Regions from separate parts of the Callithrix jacchus genome. Here region 1 is linked to region 2. A link is a contact called in public Hi-C data. All regions are on one chromosome and are shown on one strand. The core of a region is the stretch at or near the end of the contact, and the rest is flanking DNA. Distances in the headings are between cores, read along the strand shown.

Evidence for each region. Hi-C and Micro-C count contacts between places; a contact is called where the count stands out from the background.
Region 1: a Hi-C map of skeletal muscle shows a contact between it and region 2, with 4 times the contacts expected there. The contact joins the promoter of AFAP1L1 here to the promoter of ABLIM3 in region 2. A contact is called at or near these places in 2 of 3 Hi-C or Micro-C datasets (both in skeletal muscle).

Annotation. Positions count from the first base shown.
Region 1 is chr2:47,964,004-47,970,170 of calJac240_pri, forward strand. It overlaps AFAP1L1 (actin filament associated protein 1 like 1), which reads left to right and starts at 1,714. Exons shown (of 21, transcript XM_078362588.1): 1 at 1,714-1,803.
Region 2 is chr2:47,831,524-47,838,226 of calJac240_pri, forward strand. ABLIM3 (actin binding LIM protein family member 3) reads left to right here and starts at 2,706. Exons shown (of 24, transcript XM_002744352.5): 1 at 2,706-2,854; 2 at 3,221-3,320. The coding sequence starts at 3,308.

The DNA of each region.
Region 1 (6,167 bases), core at 464-2,963, 130 kb after region 2:
CATACTGTTTTCCTAAACTATTTCAAAGAAATATTATGTTTTTAGAAGAATTAGTGAGCTAGTCCGATAACTTTTAAAACTTAATCCACTTGTAAACTGTTGGCTGGCTGCTGTAGAATTTAAACTGACCTTTTCAAATTGGAAAAGGGGACAGCAACAAAGAAGAACTCAGAAAATAATAATGGCTCATATTTTATAGCTGTTTGTGGTTTATAAAGAGGATCTGTATCATCATTTCATTTGTCCTATCATGAGGCTCCCCATAGCACAGATGAGCAAGAAAACCTCACTGATGAAAAGTTATTATACTATGTAGTATTTAGATTGGTGCAAGAGTAATAGCGTTTTTTGCCATTACTTTCAATGGCAAAAACCACTATTACTTTTGCACCAAACTAATAGAACAAGAGCCCATGCACAGGTTTTCATATGTTCACAACACCACGTTTAGTCGGAGTGCTGTCACACATACACACTAAATAAATTACTGATGCAATTTTTTAAAGACAATGTTAATTTCAATTTCCCCACAAAAGCAATAGAGAAAATATTTCCAGTCCGGGAAAATACAAGATGCTCCTTCCCAGGTCTTTTCTTGCCTCCATACCTTGTGGTTGGTGTTCACCATTCCAGAATGTTCTAAGAAGGGAACAGCGGACTGCTCAAAGCTGAAAACCATGGCCTGGCCCTTGGTGGGAGGAGTGGTGTCTAGGAGGACAATTGGTCCTGGACTTGACAAAGGGTCTTAAAGTCAGACGTTCGATATTACATATAAATGAGTGAGACCTATTTTCACAGGGATATCCTAATAAGGTGAAGAAGTTGACGTTCTTCATACAGCTTTAAACTTAAATTCCATTACTGTTCCACACGAGTCATAGCGATATTTTCCACAATCTTGGGAAGACTGCACTTACATTGCACTGTATTTTGTATGCTGAAAGCGTTCGTTTCCACATTTTTTAATCACTCTGTTTTACATGTTTTCGTGTTTTATTTTTCTACTCTTTTTCTGAATTCTCCCAGTTCCTCGTATGTTTTCACGTTTTAGTTGAAAGTGTCCCAAACCCTTGTCCACCTTTCAGCAAGCCTCTCTCGCTTTCCTAGGTGCTTTTCTTTCTGAAGATCTTTGTTATTCTTTCACTCTCCTTTCGCAACACCACCGCCACTGCACCTACATCGCCACGGGCCCACTCCCTGGCTTAGAAGGCGCTCAGAAAAGACCCGCGGCGAAAGAAGACAAACCCAAAGCCAGGAAACCGGAGGCGGCCGGCTGCAGGGAAGGGGGTTTTGAATACATCGGATGAAAACGCGCTGCACCGGCCTCCGCATTCCGGGATGGGGCGGGCTGCGGGGCACGGTGGTGAGCCCGCGTCGCTAGAGGAGCGCGGGCAAAGCCGCACACCACCTGGGTCCGGGCTGTGGCGGGCCGCGCGGGCGCGGGAACCAACGCGTGCGGACGGGGAAGCGGGTCCTCCGGCCCCAGCGGGAGCGCCGCGGAGGGCGGGAGGGCCAGAGGGCGGCAGGGCGCGGCGCGGGCGTGTGCGGGACCGCGGGGAAGCGGCCGGCGGCCCAGGGGGTGAGGCGTGCTCGGGTCTATTCCGGGAGCCGCGCGGAGGGGCGGGCGCGGGCGGGGCGGGGGCGGCCGGCGAGCATCCTGTCGGGGGGAGGGGACCGCGGAGAGCGCCAGCCGCAGGGCGGGCCCGAGAGCGCAGCGCGCCCGTCGCCACCAGCGGCGCCGGAGCCCTGCGCCCTGCTGCCCGCGCCCCGGGGACCCGGCCGACGCCATGGACCGAGGCCGGGGTAAGAGGGGCCACGGCCCCCGCATTTGCTGCGCCGGGCGGGAAAGCGAGACCCGGCGATCCGAGCGGGAGAGGAAGAGAAGGGAGAGAGGCGGAAGGTGGGGCGGGGGCTGAGGAACGGTCGGAGGGGACTGGGAGACGCGGCGCTGGAGCACAGGTGCCTCCAGCTGCCGGGACGACCCAGTGCATGTCAATGCCCGTGTCCTGGGGCCGAGTCGCCTCCCGTGTGTGAAATCGGAGTTTTCCTAGGCTGAGGATTTGTAACTTCATAAAAGATCCCCCTCTCGATTCTGGAGAACCGCGAGCTCCTCCCGCCGCCTTCCATTCTAAAGGGGAAGACAAGGTTTACAGGTTCAACACCCGCCGTGGGAAGCCCCTGGGGAGAAGCCCTAGGGCACCCAAGTTTGCAGCTACCCGGGGCACTGGGAGAAGGAAGAGCGCCGTGAGCAGGCGCGCGTGTGCATGTGTGCGCGAGCGAGCGAGGGAGGAGGCGGGGGGTGGCTCTGTCCCGGACCAGCTGTGTCCTCGGCCCAGGCCCTTCTCCCTGACCGGCGACAAAGTTGGACTAGATAGTCTCCCAGGCACCTTGCGGACTTTTTTCCAATGTGTTTAGTAGACGTTTCACCGAGGTGGAGGGACTTCTGAAATTGAGATTGACGTGAGCCAAGAGGGCGGCATTCATTGGGGGCCAGCGTATATCTCTTTTTGTTTGTTTGCTTTGTTTTGTTTTGAGACAGTTTCACTCTTGTAGCCCGGGCTGGAGTGCAGTGGCGTGATCTCGGCTCACTGCAACCTCTGCCTCCCGGGTTCAAGCGATTCTCATGCCTCAGCCTCCCAAGTAGCTGGGACTACAGGCGTGCACCACCACACCTGGCTGATTTTGTATTTTTAGAAGACAAGGTGTTTGACCATGTTAGTCTAGAACTCCTGACTTCAGGTGATCCGCCGACTTTGGCCTCCCAAATTGCTGGGATTAGGGGTATGAGCCACCGCTTCCACAGAGCAGATTTTAAGTAAAGTGGCCAAATGGGAGTGTGTGTGTCTGTAAAGAAGTGACCTACTTGGACATGGAAACAGTGTCAAAGGCTGGGAATCGGAACCTCAGGGTCTCAGTCTGCACCTCCGGGATCCAAAGAGATCACAGGTGTGAAGGCACTAGATAAACCGGTGAGTGCTGTGCCAACAGGGGAAGTGTTGTTATTGATCATGGAAAATTCCCTCCTCTCCCCATGATAATCTCACGCTTCTCCCCCATCTGCCTGTTTGCTGTGCTGAGCCCTTCAAGGGAGGAAAAAAGGAGGGAAACAGCGGCATGGGAACAATTAGTAAGTACTGGGGCAGGAATGAGCCCAGAGCAGGTGTGGGATAACCTCCCGCACTCCTGTTACAGGGAAAGTCGGGCTTGGCGAGCTTAGAGGGCCAGAGGGGACTCCTGGCTTCCAGTTCAGCCTCCCCACCTGATCCTCCCCAACACAAAATACCGCATTCATCTTCTTCAAGGGCTGGGAAGCGCAGGCAGGAAAGAGAGGGGGCTTCTGTTTGGTTCTTTGGCAACTGAGGCCTAGTTTTGTAAAGCTGTTCCCACCTGTTAACTGATTTCTAGGCAAGTGTGCAGAGAGTGTACATTAGGGAGGAAAAACAAAGAGAAGAGGCACCTCTCTTGCCCCTCAGTCATGCTGTTCCCACCTCCCACATCATATGTCTAAAGCAAATAGCACCATCCACCCTCCCCTTCACACTCCTACCCACCCCCCAACTCCGCCACCCTTCCACCACCTCTCTCCCCGCCAGTTTATAAATACCACCCTGTCTGATCTCCAGTAAAAAAAATTCTATACCTAACTCAGGCTTGTAGAAAGTGCACTGTGTCATCCTAAGACAGAGGGTGACAATAGTTCACTTCACTTTAAATGCTTGGTAACCAACACCTCCAGGTCAGAAGGCTGCCTCCAGAGCACTCTTCCTAGGAATCCCTTGGTGCTGAGAACCTGGGAGGGCTCTGACCTGCTCTCTTCCTGCAGGCTTTTCTAGCATACTATCATCCTTCACACCTCTTGTCACAACTTTATAGATGTAGTTATCTGACTCTTCAGTGTCTCTTTACCCGGAAGTCAGCTTCAGGAAGGCAAGGAGTGGATGGATCTATTGTGATGAATCTGCTGACACCATGCCTGGCACATGGTGCACTATAAAGTGTGCTGTATTTTACTAATTAAACCACTGCTGAGGAGCTCTAGCAGTGGTTTGTGGTTTCATTAGTAAAATACAACACACTTTATAGTGCACCTCAAACTGATTACTTGTACAGCAACGTTGACTTTTAAAAAGAGAATACTACTAATTCCTCACATCAGATCAGTCCTTTGTGACTTACAAAGGCCATCTCAAGTAAAGTGGTCTTGAGGCTGGGGCACACAAAATCAGTTTAACTGCCTGGATCCTCAGTTTTCTACTCTGATAAATAATTGTAAACACAACCATGTTATGAATCAGAATGCAAAATCTGCATGCATTTTAAGATAAAACGTGAGACTTCAAAAAGTCTTCCAGGCTGGGTGTGGTGGCTCATGCCTTTTATCCCAGCACTTTGGGTGGCCAAGGTGGGCAGATCACTTGAGGTCAGGAGTTTGAGACCAGCCTGGCCAACATGGTGAAACCCCATTTCTACTAAAAATACAAAAATTAGCCTGGCGTAGTGGTGGGCATCTGTAATCCCAGCCATTTGGGAAGCTGAGACAGGAGAATCGCTTGAACCAGGGAGGCAGAGGTTGCAGTGAGTGGAGATTGAGCCATTGCACTCCGCTGTGGGTGACACAAGTAAAACTCTGTCTCAAAAAAAAAGGGATTCCAGCAGACCTTTCTTGTACCCCTGTCCCAGGTAGGTGTGTACTCTCTTCTGTCATCAGGCAAGGCTTAAAAGGCACAGGTCTCATTTTGGCCTCCTGCCTACCATGTGAGAGGTGGGACTGTCATGCCCAGCCGACTGGGGAGAAAGCCACACGTCAGTATTCACGATAGTAACTGAAATCATCAAACTCTTGCCGTGTGCCAGGCACTGTCCTCAGCCTCTTATGTGGCCCCTCTCAGAACCCATAGGATGGGGACTACTATCATAATGGCACTTCAGAGGAAAGCGGGCTTTGCCGGTGTATTAGCCAGCGAGGGCCACAATAATAGAATACACAGACTGGGTGGCTGTAATAGCAGAAATTTATCTTCTCACAGTTCTGATGCTGGAAGTCTAAGAACAAGGTGCAGTCAGAGTTAGTGTCACGTGAGCCCTCTCTTGCTGTCTCATAGGGACACCTTCTTGCCATGTCCCTTCATGGCCTCTTCTTTGTGCATGCAGAATGAGATCTCTGGTGTCTCCTCTTCTTATAAGAACACCAGTCCTCTTGGATTAGGGCCCCACCCTTATGACCTCATTTAACCTTAATTATCTCCATGAAGACCCTGTCTCCAAATACAGTCACACTAGGGGTTAGGGCTTCAACATATGCATTTGGGAGGGACACAATTCAGTCCATAACAACAAGCTTAGGTCACTGATATTAATTTGCTCCAGAATTCGTTCCCCATGTGAGACACAGAGCTGGGCTTCAAACCCAGCTTTCTCCATACCAAAGTCCTGATCTTAAGCTTGCTGCTTAAGACTGCCTCCTTGGTGGCAGGTGACCAGACCAAGCCTTAGAACAGAACCTAGATGCTAAATCTTCCTGCTTCAGGCCCCAGGCATCTCCATGGCACTTAAGCTGCACTATTCAGATCTTTCGTAACAATTGCAGCATAAAAAGCTCAGCATGACAGTCAAGTGACTGGAGAATGAAAACAAAGTTGGAAGGTAGAATTTCTCTTCTAACAGTGTGTGTGTCTTCCCATGCGGGGAGAAAAAGGATTCGTATAACACAGTAACAGACATAGAAACCACATCATAATGGCAATCCTTCCAGGAGGGTTTCCTGGTTCACAAATACCCTACAAAGAGAATCAACCATCAGTGAAAGTAGCACACAGGTAAAGCCACTGACTATAGACACCACCTTCTACAGGACAAGTTAATTAATTCTGTCTCTACCTCCCATATCATACATCTAAAGCAAGTAGCACCATCCACAGATGAGGATAAATTATGGATACCAAGAACACCTATTTCTTGAATTTGTTATAAATAATCTACAAATAATACCTAGCATATGGGATCCACTCAATAAATGCTGGCTATTGTAATAATTACAATCTTTTTTTACCAGACTTGTCATTAATAAGACTGCCTATAGAACTTCACTTGCATTTTCCACAAGCTACTCCAACTCAGATGTTGCTTTTTGAGTCCCTGTGTGTTTTAAGTACTGAATTAGACAGCTT
Region 2 (6,703 bases), core at 1,456-3,955:
CAGCTTCCTCCTGCGTCTTTCCCGCTGCCCCTGATTGTTGTGGACATCCTCAAGGGCAAAGCTTTTTTAGCTTATTTTAACCCCTTTTTTCCTATCCTTATAAACTATGCAGAGAAAATAAGACTGTTCCCCCAGCAGATGCTATTTGGGCTTTACAAAGTGGTCCAAGACCCAGTGATCTCTCCTAAGAGCTGAATTCTTCGACATCTAGCTGGATATATTATCAAAGAGAACCCCAGACAAGAAGAATTCATCAATTAATCTCCATTAGTTAGAAAATGTTCAGGCATGGTTTCATGGCCACCACTCTGTGGAAAAGCCTAACAGCTTTCCATGAGTAGAGAAGGACAGCACTGTCACTGAGAGCAGGTGTAAGTGAGGGGTGATACTAATAATTAGCACGCATCAAGCCTTCATTTGTCATGCATTACACTATCCAAAAGATAGGCACTGTGCCCTCATACAGGTGGAAACTTTGAGGCTTATAGAGGCTATCTTCCCCAAAGTGAGACTGCCAGAAAGAGATGAAGCTGGGATTAAAAGCCAGGAAGGCTGGAAACGGCGCCTGGGCTTTCCCCAGGACACCATCGGGTTTAGCTAATTTGTGTTTTGCTCAGTTAATTGTCTCCCTGCCACCCTAGAACTGGATTTATGCTTATGAGGGTGGAGTTCTTTTTCTTTCTTTATTTTTTTATTTTTTCTGCAATCATCCATTACTGGGTAGAGCTCTTGTCTGTCCTGTTCTCAACGGTATCCCCAGAAGCCAGCCCTGGGCCTACTACAAAGTAGACACTCAATAAATAATTGCTGAGTGAATGAACTAGTGAATCAATATCATGCTTTTATTTGATTATGTTATATAATTTGAAATTTTCTGAACATTGAGGCTTTGGGTGATAACTAAATATGTTCATGGACAACAACTGTTAATTTTACATGTCTAAGTTATCTAAACTTTCTCTCAGAAAAATATATTTTTCCAAGAATTAGAACCTAGTAAGTTACCTGCAACTTGGGAATTGAATAAGGAAATTCCATCTTATAATGTAGGGGACACATAAAGTGGAATAATTTAAATATTTGCTAATCACTTATGTTCTCAAAGCTATTTTAGGCCTCTGCCCTTTTCAATAGCAAAGTGCTATGAATCACCTGGGATGCTTGTTTCAAATGCTGTGCAAGGGAGCCCAGAGTCTGAGAATCTGCATTATTGGAGGTGTCTCAGGTGTCTGGTACATATACAACATTTTGAGAATACCTGTGAGGACGTTAGGGCTAATTTTACCTCCACCCCATTGGACAAAATTCCTAACAAGCTATCAAATGTGTTTCAAATCCATTGATCCTTGAGTTTACCTAAAGATTCTTTAATGGTGATCACCTCTTGGGGTCATGAGCCATATCAATTTTATCAATTTTTTCCTCCCTGTGTAAGGTAGAAACATTGTATTTACCTGAAAGTTATTCTTTCCCCAATTTTAATAGGCCAGCTACCCAATCTTACACTAACCTCCCAGACTCTAGTGCACTGAGCCACTCTCACATAGGATTACGCTAGAAGTGAGAAGATGTGGTCCAGTTCTGCCACAAGATGCTGTGTGTCCTAGGGCAGGTTGCCCAGCCTCTCTGACCCACTGTTTCCTTGTCTAAGCTGGGGCTGTGATTATTCACAGCCTTTGAGTCTGCACATGCTCTAATTGGGGTCATGCTATAGACAAGGATCATGTGTCCTCTCAGTCTTGCTTTTTGGCACTCAAAAGTCATGCTTCTGTGATCATGAATTAGGTGCAGAAAGCGACAGAGTAAGTAGTCACAGGAATGTCAAGAGCCCTACCCCACTGAATCAATTATGACCTAAAAACTTTGGAATATAAACTTCTAAAATACACACCTATAAGATATAATTACAAAAAAAAAAAAAAAAAAAAAAAAAAAAAAAAAAAACTTGGGGGAATAGTTGGTTGACCATACAGAAACTGGCGTGGACCTGTGAGACCACATACCTGCTGTTCTCCTCAGATGGGGAAGTGTTTCAGGGTGGGGTGCCTAGGCAGTCTACTCTTAGGGCTGTGTAATATTAAACCCAGAAAATGTCTGGGTTGCTCTGTCAACAAATATTTATTGGTAGCTACTACATGCCTGGCCCTGTAGGTGAACCCTACTGACAGACCCAATCATTCATGGAGCTAACATTCTTGTGGGGAAAAGGAGTAATAAATAATTCTAATGATGAGTCGGTGATCGGGGATAAAGGGAATCAGTGAGGGAACAGGGGACACAGGCTGGGAGGCTGGGGAGCCCCTTATTGTCTCATCCACTTGTCCGGACGCCACATTCACAGTTGAGGAAGACGAGGCAGCGACGGTAGTGATCGCCTCAAGCCTAGACTGCACCAAGCTTTCCAGCAGCAGGCCGGATGGAAACTGTCTTCCTGCAAAGCCAGGCTTTCCTTCACGCCCCCCCCACCACCACCACCACCACCACCAATGATGTTTCTTTCCCTGTCATTGTCGAGTCCTTAGACCTCAGAATCAAGGGAGGGAAAACAAGCGCTCAAGCACCCTCTCGTTGGTCCCAGGACACAGGGTCCCGTCCATCCCCCATCGCACCCCAGGGCCCAGGCAGAAGCCCGGCGGGGCGGGGCCTCGGATACGCGCCGGTGCGTCCAGCAGGTGGCAGCAGCGAGCGGCCGCGCCCCCCGCGCTGCCAACCCGCGAGCCCGCATCATGGATGTCGAGCTCTCCTATTTCGCATTGCTCGCCCTGGAATTCGAGACCCCAGAAGAGGACCAAGATTCATGAATCGGTCGCAGGGGCCGGGGCAGGGGCCTCTGGCTCCCGACACTGGCCGAGAGGTGGGTTCCGGGGCGGGTCGCTGCTCCCTGAGGCCGGGCGGGGACGCGCTGCCCCCGCCCTGCCTCCCTGTGGTCCACACCCCCTTTGGGCTCCGGAGCCGCTGGGCAGGAATAGTGCGGGGTGCGCGCGAGCAGGCGCTGCCAACCCCACTTCTGCCCGGGGTTCAGATCTGAGGAGCAGGAGGACCGGGGCGCCGGTGTCCTGCCCTCTCCTCCTCCTCCTCCTCCTCCTCGCTCTCACCTGCGCGTATTAGTCCACGCGCCTTCAAGGCCAGTGGCTACAGCCCAGAGAGAGAAGGGACAGCAGAGGGAGAGAGAGCACCTGAGGATACAGAGCTGGCACTGGACTGCCTTTTCACCCCCCAGGTGATGAGTGAGGTCCGAAGAACGGAAGATTTAAAAAGCAGCCGGGGCCTCCGTATTGAATGAAAGACCCAGTGCAGAGACATCACCATGAACACTAGCAGTAAGTGGATCCTCCTCTCCTTTGCCATGGGAACAGGGGTGGGGGCGGGAGGTGCGGGATCCTGCGCTCGGGCCGCCTGGAAGGAGGAAGGAAGCCTGGCATCTCTGGACACATGACCCTCAGGCTCCTTTTTGGTGCTTTCTGTTCTCCTTGGCAGAGGGAAAGCTTCATGACTCTGCCTTTCGTGATCGTTTTGCCAATATTTTATCAGCGGCGCCGGTTGCCTCTGCTGGGAAGGCTGCTTGTCTCTTTCTAGCACTGCCTGGGAAGGCCTAGGAAGCAGTGTGTGGCCATTGTCTGACTGTGGGGGCTCTGAGGAGACCTCCCTGCACACATCTGGAAAACCATGGAGGGCCCTGCCTGCCCCAGAGGTGGCAAGAGCAGGGAGGCTGGCCTGTGGGCAGATGGGTGGATTAGGTGGGTGTGGGCTGGCAGTGGGCTGGGAATCGACAGTTTGATAAACAAATCATCACCAGGCCACCTTTGGATCTGGAGATGGTGAAAGCTCCCGTGTGCCTGCAGCCCGGTGGGCCCAGGGCTGGTTTCTGCATTCCTGCAGGCTGGTTAGCTATCCTTGAGAACAAGAGGACAGGAACAGTCCTTTGGCCAAGCACTCTAACATGCCAGAGGCAACAACTGCCTGCAAAGCCAGGACCAGATATTTTGTTGCCAGGTTGGGCCTCAGCTACTGAGAATGCAGTCCGAAACACGAGAAGGCACAGTCTGTTTCTCTTCAGTGTAGTCCCTTTAGCCGTGGGCACAGCAGAGGTGCTGTGACCTGGGAGGGCACGTCTCGGTTCCAGACTCACTCTCCTGCCCTCTTGTCAGCTTAACCTGTCTAGGTCATTCCAGCATCGCATGAGGCTGTTGAACCAGAGAATCCCTACACACAGTCACTCCCCTGGGTCTGTGACTTTGTTGTCAGTCCCCTCTCTGCATCTCAGACTGCTCATCTGTACAGTGAGAGGTGTTGAATTAGAAAGCCTTCTAATCTAAGAATCTACAAGGTTTTTTCTTAAAAAGCTAGAGCTGAGCAGCAAGGCCAGAACTATCCAGACCATTTTGAAACTATCCAGCTAAAGCCTACTATTTCCTCACATACCCTACCCCACCCCCACCTCCATTTCAAGACTGATGGCATAGAAAAGAGAAAAAAAAAAAAAAAGCAAAAGCTACTGAGATGAAAATGAAATATATTTATTTACTACGTATTTGTATGACTCATCTCTCGTCTGCCTTCCTTTGTGTATTACATATTGATGCTAAGCAAGCGAATGTGGCTGGACTCCCTCTGCCTCTTACAGCCAAAGAATTTTGCCTTTTGATTTTGACAGGCTGGAATGGTGTTTTGGCTTCATACCCGGCTCAGGAAAAGAGCAAAATCCTGTAGCCCCTATCTAGTGGGTCACATGTTTGCATCTGCATGTTTTCACGCAAATAAAGATATGAGTTGTCTGTCACTTCTCAGTATCTCTAGGGAAAAAAATGTATTTATGAGAATCCTTTCCCACTAAGTGACAGAAGAGAAAAGATGGCTCATCTATTTTTCAAGAAACTAAGACAAGAAACAAGCAACTGACTCTGCCCTTTTCTCTCCCTGGAATGCTAAGGAACTCCCATCCTATTAGCAATACTGAGTGTTCCTGAAAGAAGGAAACACAGACTATCCTTCTTTAAAAGAAAAGAAAGAAGAAATAACCAATAGAGTTGAATATGGCAGAAGATGAGGACTGGCAAAAATGCCACTACTTTTTCTAAGCAGGGAGAGTGTGTGTATTTTGCAGTAGTGGAAAATGAACAGAGGGGCATGGCTCAGGAGCTTTGGAAGCCCCAGGTACCCCCGAGGAGGAAGTGCTTCTCTAAACAGACACCTGGGGGATATAGCAAGCCCAGAGCTTTGGGGGGCTTAACTCTATCAACTCCCAAACCCAAAAGTCTTCAAGTACAGAGAACAGACATCAGACCTCAGAAGAAAAGGAGTAACAGAGTCATAAGATGATAAGGATAGGGCATTGGCAGGGGGTCCTTGGGTGATGGCAGGGGATCCTTGGGTGATCCGACTAAGTAAAAAAGCTCCCAGTTGACGTGTGAAATTCTTAACTTGATCCTCGTGCCTGATATCGTCCCTAATAGAAACTCTTGCTTAGTTTTTCTTTCACTTTTATTAATTTAGTCCTCACTCTCTACCAGCCACCATGCTAAGCACTCCCCTGATTGAGCTCAGCAGACTGTCCCACCGAACCTGTGAGATGGGTATTTATCAGCGGCGCCAGTAAAATTTGGTAAAATTTCACCAGTTTTGTGGGCGAAAATTTGAAGCTGTGTTCAGAAACATTGTAGCTAATGCTCAGTGGCTTCTTCAAGTCATGCAGTTAGTTGGATTGTGAAAGCTTCTTGGATATATAACACATTTGACCCTGAGTACAACTCCTAATCAATGGTTCAAATGTCAACACTGAAATAGAGGCAAAGCGTGAGATTACAGTCATCCCTTTGTACACGTGGGGCTTGGTAAAACTGTGGTGCATACTCAAGTTCTGCAGCTGGCCCTGTGGAACCGGCTTATACTAAGAGTTAACCCTCTGTGTAGGCAGGTTTCAAATTCTGCAAATACTGTATTTTATTTTAAATTTCAACTTTTATTTTAGATTCAAAAGGTACATGTGCAGGTTTTGTTACATGAGTATATTGCATGATGCTGAGCTTTGACATACACTTGCTTCTATGACCCAGGTACAGAACATAGTACCCAATAGTTTTTTTAACTCTTTCTCCCCTCCCTCCCTTCCCCGTCTAGTAGTTCCCAGTGTCTGTTGTTGCCATCTTTATGTCTGACTACTCAGTGTTTAGCTCCCACTTATAAGTGACAAAGTACAGTATTTGGTTTTATGTTCCTGAATTAATTTACTTAGGATAATGCCCTGGAGCTGCATCCACATTTCTGCAAAGGACAGAATTTTGCTCTTTTTATGGGTGTATAGTATTCCGTGGTGTATACGGACTACATTTTCTTTACCCAGTTTACTGTTGATAGACACCTAGGTTGATTCCATATCTTTATTATTGTAAATAGTGCTGTAATGAACTTGTAAGTATGTGTGTCTTTTTGTCAGGACGATTTATTTTCTTTTGGATATATACCCAGTAATGGGATTGCTAGGTCAAATGGTATTTCTGTTTTAAGTTCTTTGAGAAATCTCCAAACTCCTTTTCATAGTAGCTGAACTAATTTACTTTTTTGGCCACTTGTATGTCTCTTTTTTTTTTTTTTTTTTTTTTTGAGATAAGGTCTGGCTCTGTTGCCCAGGCTGATGTTCAGTGGTGCAATCATGGCACACTGCAAGCTCAGCCTCCCGAGCTCAAGTGATACTCCCACCGCAGCT